Regions from separate parts of the Zea mays genome. Here region 1 is linked to region 2. The links are chromatin contacts, called in public Hi-C maps. All regions are on one chromosome and are shown on one strand. Each heading gives the region's core, a stretch centred on a gene start, on an enhancer-like site or on the middle of the called end of the contact. The rest is flanking DNA. Distances are from core to core; before and after follow the strand shown. Region 1 has its middle 92 kb from the start of LOC100283010. Region 2 holds the start of LOC100285636.

The links. Hi-C and Micro-C count contacts between places; a contact is called where the count stands out from the background.
Region 1: a contact with region 2 is called in a Hi-C map of tassel, with 2.7 times the contacts expected there. The contact joins the enhancer-like site here to the promoter of LOC100285636 in region 2. A contact is called at or near these places in 2 of 25 Hi-C or Micro-C datasets (leaf mesophyll and tassel).

What each region holds. Positions count from the first base shown.
Region 1 is chr10:30,274,611-30,280,427 of Zm-B73-REFERENCE-NAM-5.0, reverse strand. No RefSeq gene overlaps it. Among protein-coding and RNA genes, the nearest start is that of LOC100283010, 92 kb to the left of the region's middle. Within about 2 kb of position 4,482, at least 20 of the 20 cell types and tissues checked have an H3K27ac peak or open chromatin away from gene starts, as enhancers often do. A contact at or near this core is called in leaf mesophyll and tassel, where this site is marked.
Region 2 is chr10:30,071,930-30,077,709 of Zm-B73-REFERENCE-NAM-5.0, reverse strand. It overlaps LOC100285636, which reads right to left and starts at 1,293. Exons shown (of 3, transcript NM_001372311.1): 1 at 995-1,293; 2 at 449-795. The coding sequence starts at 1,127.

The sequences.
Region 1 (5,817 bases), core at 3,233-5,732, 200 kb before region 2:
TGTTCCAGCCGGTGGAGGGTTTGGCGGAGGATTCATCTCTGGTTGTGGTTGGTTTACAATCCTCCTGCGATAGTTGTTAGCAGGTAGATCGATACCGCCTCCCTTCCTAGTATTAACCTTCTAAGTTAGAGACATATGGTAAGATAGCTTTGCAAGGGGAATAATTTAGTGGGCAGAAAAGATAGCCTAGTAGCTGGTCATAAACTGAAGGATCTTAGGCAGAGCTTTGATCTGTCGTTTTGTGTCTATGTTGGGATAACTATGCTTATGAGATGAATCTCCAAAGATAAGATAGAATCTGTTAAGATAAGATAGATATGTGACACTAGATATATTTTAATGAGAAATAATCTAGATTGTCTAGTTATTTTATAAACATTTTTTATACCTAGATGTCTATGTAGATGCAATTGTGGATTGTTACTCCACAACTCATCACACTCAATCAAAGAACCAAATCAAACATTTATCATAAGAACAAACATTCAAGCATATAGATACTTACAAAATAGTTTTGTTTTTGTCCCTAAGATTGGGTCTCCTATTCCTAAAGGTCACTTTAGGCATAGGATTTCAAAGTGTGAAATCCACTTTTGTCTTTAGAAGTGAAAAGGTAAGAATAATCAGAATAGCAAAGATAAGTAGGTAAGGGTTATCCATATCTGTCTAGGTTTCGTCCTACAGTCAACATTGCTCTGATACCACTTCTGCTACACCCGGGTTTCAGAGGCACCAAAACTCGGGTGCGAACTAATCACCAAGTGTGCTAGGATCAAGTCTCACACATATGATGACTCATGGTACAGAAATGAATGTCACATCATTAATATATAACACAGTTCTGTACAAAATAGTTAAATAATTACATCATACGAAGACAATGATCCAGCAACCCAAAGTTGACTGGGAGACGACGACCTAGACCACTCACGAACTCATCGTAGAATTCCTTCATGCGCCTCATTATGTGGTACCTGTTCTCGACCTGGGGTGGATGTGAGTACAACAAGGGTGAGCTCACATATGTTCATCGCTCAACAAGTTGTCAGGGAATAATGTGCATGAACTCACCAAAGGTGGGAGCTCATGTGAAGTATAAGGCTTACCAAAGGAGATGGTTAAAGCTGAGCATTGCTTTTAAAGTTGATCAAAGTTTTATTAGCAGTTACTAAGTATAAGTAGATACCAACCCAAATAAGTAAGGGATCAAAATTAATAACAACACCCACAATGCAATGCATATGAAAAAATTAAGTTTAGTTCCATAGATTAATCATGCGAGAGTCCTGAGTCGCTCTTGACCATGAGCATGGCTGATATACTAGTTTTACACTCTACAGAGGTTGCACCCTTTATCCACAAGTCGTGTTACCCATTTTCTAAGGGATCACGACTACCCATTCATCTCTGCTAAGGAGACGAGGCAGGGTAGCACTATGAGGCCTTTACAAAGTTCCACTAGCTTCAAAAAACCCGCTACGGTTTCTGAGAAGGGAAATATAGGAATCCCTCATCCGAAAAGCCTTCGCAGCATGATCGACCCGAGAACCTCCCTATACACAGCTCCTCTACCGCCCTTGCCCCTTTCGCGTAAGGTAGTCCTCCACTAGCTTTACTAATTAGTTAGCCAAGGGCATCCCATTCCACCCTTGTGGTAGCACGAATATTAATTAACACAATGATCTTGTCAAGAACAATAACTAAAATAACTAGAACATGGTCATAATGTAACATTAATCGCCTAGTAGAGCAATAGCAAAACTACCCAAAAGTTCAGTGGTAAACAAGGTGTGGGATAAACAGATCTAGGGAAACCTATTAGGTCCCTTCAAATTAACTTGAGCATGTCACAGTGATTAATCGAAACATTATTGGATAAAGAGAAAAGTGATCAAGGGCATAACTTGCCTGGGACTCAAGATTCCTAGGTACCAGCTTGGTCTTCAAGATTCTCGTAACCTCGCTGCTAATCATAGCAATACAAACAAACATGGTATAGGGAAAACTAACATCACACCAAACATAGAAACAAATTGTACAATAATGATCTTTGCTTCGCAACTAGATCGCAGGTTCGAGAATCACTAAATTCGGAGTTACGGTTAAAGATTTATGATTTTCTGAAGATTTAAGTGTTTAATATAGAATAAACTAAGTGCATAATTTTATTCTATGTTTCATGACAAAATAAGGTTACCAGATAATAAACAATATTATTATGAATTTAATGCAACTCGAATGGATAAAAAAAGGAGTTAGAATGAATTACTTATGAATTAAACAAGTTTCTGGAATTATTTTTATACGAAAAATCATTTTCTTTATTAATTTTACCCATTTTATTAACCTTTGGGCCGCGGCCACAATTTTCTAGAAGCTCAGGGGGTCACATGCAAATTTCAAGACCTAGTTGCTATGTTCTTTGAATATGGTGGACGACAGGTTTATTTAAAACAAACCCAAGGGCTCTTATGCAAACTGGGCACGACGAAGGGATATCGCATGCCATGGACGAAGGTATAATTCACCGGACTGTCCGGTGTGCCACCGGACTGTCCGGTGCACCAGCGGAGCAACGGCTATCTGCGCGCAACGGTCGACTCTGACAGTGAACAGTGCAGAACAGTACACGCGGCAGAAGTCAGAGCAGATGGTCAGAGGGGCACCGGACTGTCCGGTGCCACATGAGGACAGAGCCTCCAACGGTCGACCAGCTCCAAGCCCTAACGATAGGATGACGTGGCGGCGCACCGGACACTGTCCGGTGGTGCACCGGACTATCCGGTGCGCCCATCGCCAGCAGCCTTCTCCAACGGCTACAATTTGGTTGGTGGCTATAAATACCACCCCAATTGGCCACTTCAAGAGGAAGGGAGCCCAAGCAACATTCCAAGTCACATAGTTGACATACTCAAGCCCTCCCAACCACCTCTATTCATTGATCCATCCTATACACAAGGTTTAGACCACTACAAACCACACAAGTGCCACAAAAGAGAGAGCAAGCAAAAGAAAGCCTCTTGTGAGAGTTTAGCTCTAGTGCCTTGTGAGATTCATTGAGAGAAAGTGTGTGCTACATCTTGCGTTCATTGTGCGTGGAGTTTTGACTCCCATTGAACTTCCTCCAAAGTTTTGGAGGCTTGTAAAGCTAGCAAGAGACACCTAAGTGTGTGGCGATCCTTGCGGGGTCTTAAGTGATCCTTGAGAAGAAGAAGAGCTCGCTGATCTTGGGGATCGGTTGAGAGAGGGAAAGGGTTGAAAGAGACCCGTCCTTAGTGGACTCCTCAACGGGGACTAGGCCATCGAGGGCCGAACCTCGGTAAAACAAATCACCCGTGTCTCGTGTGTTTATTGCTTGTGATTTGTTTGTTCTCTCTCTTTCTAAGTTCTCTTGCGCTACTCTTTGTTAATATCCTTTTGTGTTGCTTCAAGTTAAAATCACATTTAGAGAAGCAACTCCTTGCAAGAAAGAACTTGTGCTACTCTTCTTATTTAAGCCCTCTTGCATTATTCTCCACCATCTCTAGTAGTATTGTTATTAATTAAATTCCGTACTCTTTGAATACAATACCCATTGCAAGCAAAGGACTTAGTTTTTATACTTCGATAATTTTGTGTCTTGTTCTAACCACTAAGCAAGGGATCTAGTTGGGGTGTAAAGTTATAATTTTCAGGATTCGCCTATCCACCCCCCTATAGGCGACTTTCAACGGTCAAGATTAAAATTTTCATAAACCGAAATGGTACGCTAAACAAGCCGTCAGATCCGAGATCTACGATCGCAATTAAAAATAGCTGAGATTCGATCTCACTTGTGCTATCCCGAATCAACGAGCAGGAATTAACAGACTCCCCGATTAGATCTCATTCGTCCGTCATCGATCAGTAGCTCAGATCACCCCACAAAATGGTATGCACAGGCCTAATCTCAACCGTTCATCCTTTAATCCACGTTTAAGGCACTTCCCCCTTGCCCGCCACGACCAGAGCAGCGGCGTCGCCGCCCCCATACGACAGAGCTTCACCGGTGATTGGTCCGTTGCCGATACGGTGCCCGGTGCTCTAAGCGAAACACATCAAAACAAAGCTAGGCTCAAAGAGAATCTATGGGAGGGGTTGTTACCGGAAATCACGATGTCGTGCTCAACGAATCCTGCTCGCGGCGTCCCCACTTTCTCCCATGGTGATCCATCCCCTCCTGCAATGGTATCGAGATATCCTGTGTTCTTGGTTCTGTTCTGGTGAGCAGGGGGCATGGCGCTCGGATTTCTTTATAGCCCAGGGGTGAGGAGTCTGCATAAGGGGAGGCCGAGGAGCCCGACGGGGTTGGTGCGATTCTGTTTTGGAGGTCTCGGCAGGGGAGAGCAATCTGGCGCGTGGGCCCCACATGGAAGACGCAACAATTTTGTGGCCGGTGGTGTGTCTAGCTGAGGCAGGGGCCCGCCCATCAGTGCCAAAGCACGACAGCCAGGGAGTCAGCGGTAGCGAGCCCACTGGGCCGTGCGGAGGAGAGGGAGCCAAACCGGGCAGCGTGAAGGTGGCCCATGCATAGTGATGCCCTTTTCTCCTTTTTTTCATTTTGTTTCTCAATTTCAACTCAGATTCAAATTCGAATTCTAGATCAAATAGAGATCAAACTTACAGTATATTTAAGTACTCAAACAAAAACCTCAACATGAATGCAAGTTATATTTATAAAGATTATTTTTACTCACCTAATTTAAAATATATTTCAAATGTGAAGTACACACATTATTAAGAAATACTATTTTGAATGTAAATTTAAAGGCTTTTCCACAATTCAACATTTACTACTTATTATTATTTATTTATATTAAATGGATATGTTTTATAAAGGTAGAAAATCATTTATAGAAGTCATTTATCTCAAATCCTTTGGAGAACTTTTTATACCTCACAAAATAGGATTTTGTGTGTCACGACCCGTTTGCTTGGATAGATGACGAATCCTTGGAAGATGATTTAGATTATTTTGTGGCACTAGATTTAGCTGCAGCGGAGTCTCTATTAAGGGTCGCCCCCCTTGAAGCACCGGCGACTTCTACGGGGGTAGCCCCTGGTGAACCGCGAGGGCGAAAAAAGATTGGGCTATCGAAACAAAGTGTCGGGATGGTAGAAGAGTCTTCGCAAGGTATTAGAAGACATCACCGAATGGTCATGGAGAGGTCGCATCTTCGGATTGGACCGCGGTTGGATCAAGGGACCCGTCGTGACTTACTGGCGCCGACGGCCGGGTCATGCTTCGGGGAGGGGGATCTGCGGGCCCTTTTTGATGGTGAAGAGTTGAAGTTGATGCTATTTAATTTCCGAGAAGCTGGTCTTATTCCGAAACAAGAGCCAATGTAACAATGAGTGTTGCCATCGCCGTTCTTTAGTGACGATAAGCAAAAACACTGCCCTCGCCCCCCTTCGCTAAAGGACGGCTGTGGGGACATGTATGTGGGCAATTTTCTTGTGCGCATCTTGTAATTGAAATATGATGTGTCTTTCATTGTGGTGTATGCGCTGAGTTGCAGATGGTAGCGTCTTCGCACGTTTTGGTGTTGTTAATATGTTTATATTGATCCGACTGTTGGTAGAGTATTATCTTTTGTCTAGGTGATGACTTCATTTTTTGCGATACACCTATTGTGTGAATCCAGCTGCACCCTTAGGTGACTTTTGCTTGGATAAAAATATGCGTCTCTAGGACGACTTCACACCCTTGGGTAGTGGGACGCACTTATATTGATCCAGCTGCACCCTTAGGCCACTTCTGCCTGCACTGTGCTTGTCGCACGCAACAGATGTTGAGGC
Region 2 (5,780 bases), core at 44-2,543:
GGGGCGGAAGGTAATTGACAAAACAGAATAAACAGGGTTTAAGCGTTTGTGTGAATTTAGTCATGCAAATTTTGGTTTATTTCCTGCAGTTGCACCCCCAGCTAGCTGTACGTCGTTGTACCAGTTGTGTACTGCAATAAAATTTAAGTTTTAGCCTTTGTGTCACATCAGAGAACTCCGATTCGATTTCGCTCTTCTAAAAGTAGATGCAAAGCATTTCTTTCAGATGGGATCGAACTAACTTCCCTTTTAAAATTGCAACAAACCTCCCATTTTCTCTCCCAATTAATGACTAGGATTTCAGATCTGCAAACCACCCGAGAGACACCAACCCGCGGCGCCGCCACCGCATTCACAACTTATTAACAACAACGTACGAACAACCATGCATGCACACGGCCGCGCGCGGAGAATCAGCGCCGTACGTGGTATAGTACGTCGTACGTACCTCGGGGATGGAGGAGAGGAAGCCCCGAGCGTTGGCCGGCGAGATCTCCGCGATGTAGACGGGAGCGACGACGAGGCCGAATCCGCAGGCCACGCCGGCGACGAACTGGCCCGCCATGAGCGCGGCGTAGCCGTCGGCGGCGGCGGTGACGGCTGAGCCGGCGAGGAACAAGGCCGCCGACAGCGCGATGGTGCGGCGCCGGCCCGCGCGGTCGCACGCCCAGCCCGCCGCCAGCGAGCCGACGAGGGAGTAGACGCTGGTGGCGCCGATGAGCACCTCCAGCTGCGCGTCCGTGACGCCGAGGTCGGCCTGCACGAACTTCTGCGCCCCGCTCATCACCCCGCGGTCTGTAAGCGCGCGCACACGAACGCCGACAATGAATTCAGATGCAAGCTGACGACGGCTTGATGATGCATGCATGTCTCTTCCGCTTTTTCATGGCCCTCCATGGCCATGCACGCGCGGCACGGGTGAAGACGAGCGCGCGGCGATATAGATCACGCGCATTAGTTGCTATGGTGCGAGGTGGATAGCAACGTGACTTACTGTAGCCGTAGATGATGGAGGTGAGGGAAGCCAGGAGCGCGCAGGTGAGCGCGTACGCGTAGCCCTTGGCGGGCGCCGGCGCGGGCTCTTTGGCGGCCAGCAGCGCCGACTCGAGGTCATCATCTTTCTTCATCGTTCCCGACCGGCTGATCGGCCGATTCGCCGGGAGGGCTAGCTAGCTACGGGCTATAGCTAGAGATCGAGAGGCGCAGCAAAGGTACCTCTGTTGGACGATGCTTTTTATACACGTAGTATAAATCTCTCGAACGAGAGAGAAGAGAACACGGCTGAAATTAGCGCCCTACAGAGAGAGATGTGCATGGACAGCTATATAAGCACAAGGCAACACGAGGCGCGCTCCGGGACGCTTGGCGGCCAATGAAATCGTGGCCTGCGCCAGCCGACGCAACGTGAGTCGCGCGCGGCACGGCGTGCTTTATAGATGGCAACGGTATATATCTATCCACTAGTATTATCATATATTCATTACCCGTTAAAAAAATTACCCATCAAATTACTCATACAAGATCGTGGCTATAGAATTTTATCTATACCTGTAGCTACACGGTAATTTTATTCATCAAGTCACCTGTACCTGCTAGCCTGCTAGAAGAGTCTAAAAAACTAATGTGCCAATCACTTAAAATATCAAACAAACATATAAAAATAAATTCAACTTAAAATACGACAAACCAAATGATTACATATTTGATATGCAAACAAACAATAACCAAAGAATGGTTTTCTTTTAGCTAATACGGTTTAATTACATGGTAAATACTGATATGACGCGGAAAAATTTACTCACGGGTACACGAGTATGGGTAGTACCCGTACCCGTTTACTTGACGGGTAGAGATTCTCACTCATTTGCATACCCACGGTTAAAGAAATCATCCCATACGCGCGGCACTGCGTGTGCGTATTAAAGACATGTTAATATGTACGCCACAAGTTGTAATGGAATCCATGTTTAAGTTTGTTTTACGTAGACAACAATCTAACCTAAATTTGTGTTGTATTTATCTAGGATTCTCCTAAAGTCGGCTTCTAGATATATTATTTTAAGATAAACTATAATCTATTATGAATCTATACTATATTCATATAGAATTTCTAGAACCGGCGCCCATCGTGTCATCTACATATATATTAACACACAACATACACATACCTAGAGCTTGCCTGTCGGCGATTTTTTCAAGCGATTCTTACGTGTGATAATCGGAGCCCTAACAACATTATCTTCCTCTACCACTATATCTCTACTAATCCTTAAGGCAATAGTGTAGACTAGGCACAACCATGCCCCCACCTCCATCTCGACCGTCCGATTGCCGGATCAATCCCGCCTCCATCCCAACCGTCCGATTGCCTCGCTCTCGCCATGCGCGCAGCCACCCCGGCTATGCGCTCCCGCTCCCGCACCTGCCGCCATGCGCGCACAGAAGCCCACCTGCAGGCCCAGCTCCCTCCCACGCCGGTGAAGCGGTGTTGCTAGCTTTCGCCTCGCGTCTCGACAGAGTCGAGAACCGTGACAGAAATCCCCATTCCAAGCGAGGGTTTTGTTGCTGCTCCAGTCGGACCCAGGACGAGAAGAAGCGGCGCGATGGCGGTGGGCGACCTGGCGTTCAAGGCGCAACGACTGGGCTGGGTGTCGCCACGCTCTACCTCGCCGCCACCTTCCCCGTCAACGTCTACTGCGGCCTCTCGTGGCACTCCGAGCAGTTCGTAAGACGAACCCTCGGCTGCCCTCCCCCCCATCCCTGTCGATTTGGCTCCCGCCCTCTAATTCATTGCGCCGGATTCGACCACGCCGGCGCAATCACCGATGGGCCATTGAACACTGCCTCCCCGATTTGTCTTCTGGACGGACGCGAAGCGATTGTATTATCGTTTTTGCGAAGTGTTCACACGATAATTCAGGCAAACCTGTTTGCTTGTACGTTAGTGGAGTTGCTTAGGATGAATATGTTTGTTGTTCAGATCAGATGTTTTGTGTAAACATCAAGATCAGATTACTTCTCAATATTCTTTGTAATGTGAGAACCAAATATCTGCTTTGATTAGTGACCCATCTGCTACTTATTGTGAAGAATTCGACCATAGTCTTGCAAATAATTAGGAATGAATGAAGTGGCTTTGTGGGTGCATTCGCGTGATTGTTTGTTGTAAGCGTGGCGTGATTCATTCCATGGTAGGCTTAGATAAAAACTGCCACTTTGGTTCATGTTATAAAAGGATGGAATGTATCTGTATTGTTGTGTACTTCTGTACCGCAGCTCTGCAAGCGTTAACATGATGATCCGACATATGTAAGGGTGGTAATGGGCTCCAAATTTTACACTGTAAAATTTAAGGATTTGATCATATTTGGATATTGCTCTATTTCTATTCATTTTTGAACTAAAATTAATTAAAGGCTCAAATGAATTGTGAAGAAACATTTGGATCGTGATCCATTACCACCATCCCTAAGCTTTTCTGGTATTACTGCTCCAGTTGTGCAAGCTTCAGCTTACTGCTCTCCAGCTGCTGCACATATGCCTTCACCAAAAAAATGCTTACTGCTCTCCAGCTTACTGTAAAATGTTAGTTTTTTTAGTGCCCTACTAAAAATTAAAAGGAATAAACTTGTTGAAAGTATGTTACTATTTAACACAAATGAATTCCATGCGCATGAACCAGGCTTTCCATTTTTATTTCAACTGTTTGAAGTTTTTGTTGCATAGTATGCTTAAATTTTTTATCTTATTTGTGGCACTTGCTTTCTTTTCTCCGTTCAATATTCTAAACATAGGGCTAATATTGTTCTATTTGACTAATCATCTTGCAAAACCTTATGGGAAATAAAGGTTTATATAAAGATATAGTTGATAAGATCTACGAGGCTGCTAAAAAACTTCTGCTCTCATGATTTAAATTCATTTTGCCTAAAACTTCCATGTGATTAGTTCAGTATGATATGGTATCCTGGAATTGCCTTCTTGTTTGTTTGACGCACAGCAAGGGCTTCGATGCTTCATAATAGGGCTTCATGATACAAAGTGATATCTTTTGTAAGGGAAAACGATGGATTTAACTTTTAAGCTACTAATCAGTGTACAGTTTCCAGCATGAACTACGCTTGTACCATGTAAACTAACTGACAAATGTTTACTGCTCACTGAACCTACTTTGAATCTTTCAAGTTTCAATTACTTCTCATATTTCTTTTAAGGCTGCTTGATTTATCTTTGCTTATTATCAAACGTAAGCCTTTTGTTCTTGTTCGAATTACAATTGAGAGCCATACACTTCATGAGCTGCTTGGCAGTAATATTTCTCTTGTTTGTGTGATCAATCATGCTATTATTTTAGTCTAACCATGCCTATTTTTTCCCTTCAACTGAGTTTTTTATCTCATGAACTGGCCAACGACGCCAAAGTTGCTTTGAGCTGAAGTTGAATCGATGGAATTGAACTAATCACTTTTTGTAGTTACTTTTCTATCTTACACCAGTTCCTTATCGTTGGGATATTTTCTGTCACCGCCTTTTTCAGGAGGAGATATTACAAGATATGCATTCCAGATCCGATTACAAGATATGTTTTACAAAATATAAACATATTGTTAAAAGATTAGATTAGTGTACAAGGTGTCAACATATTTGCTTATGATTAAGCATTATATATTTACTCTTTAGAAATTATTTGTGCGATTTCATTTCAATCTATTTGTGTAGACATATTTATATCGTTCTGTATCTATGTTTAATCACAGATTTTGTCGTCACTATTGTACTTACGTCGTCCGTCGCCAGGGCCCTAAGTCCATTGGAGGGGCGCAATTTATGTTCCGTGGCATCGCACGGGCACGTTCCTAGTATATAGAAAGCCAGTTAACTTTTGACGACCAGAAACCGCTTAAAATAAACATTTTTAGCAAAAAGAAATAAATAACCTATTTTCGATGGCTTCATTGAGATTTTCGTTGGCCATATATCGTTAGAAGTTTGGTATAAAATATGATTTATTTTTAGCATCAACCATAAAAAATAAATTATTTTCGGCGGCCACAGAGAATCGGTGAAAACTGACTTGCTCGATGGAGACTTGGTCAACCGCTCCGCCGCGCTGTTTTGCTCGGCGGGGACTCGGTCGGCCCTGCCGCCTCGATGGCTTGCTCGGTGGAGACATGATCGGCCACTCCACCGCGTTGTCTTGCTCGATCGCTCTGCCTCGCTAGCTTGCTTAGCGGGGACTTTGTCCGTCACTCTGCCTCGTTGACTTGCTCGGCGGGGGTTTGGTACAAATAGAATGTTTATGAGCTTTACTTCGGTTACACCATTCCTAGTACCCGATGAAAGGATCACGATGCCCAAGAGGGGGGGTGAATTGGGCTTTTCTAAAAATCAACACTAATTAAAACCTAAGCAAGAGCTAAACAAGAGCCCAACTTCACCCCAACAACTAGCACTAAGCACATAATACTAGAAATGTAACAAAGCTAAGATAATACTTCAAATACTTGCTAAACAAATACACAATGTAAAGTGCTTGAATTAAGTGCGGAATGTAAAGCAAAGTTTAGAAGACTCCTCCAATTTTTCCCGAGGTATCGAAGAGTCGGCACTCTCCACTAGTCCTCATTGGAGCACCCGCGCAAGGGTATCGCTCCCCCTTAGTCCTCGCAAGAACCAAGTGCTCACTACGAGATGATCCTTTGCCACTCCGGCGCGGTGGATCCCTCGAGACCGCTTACAAACTTGAGTCGGGTCACCAACAAGATCTTCACGGTGATCAC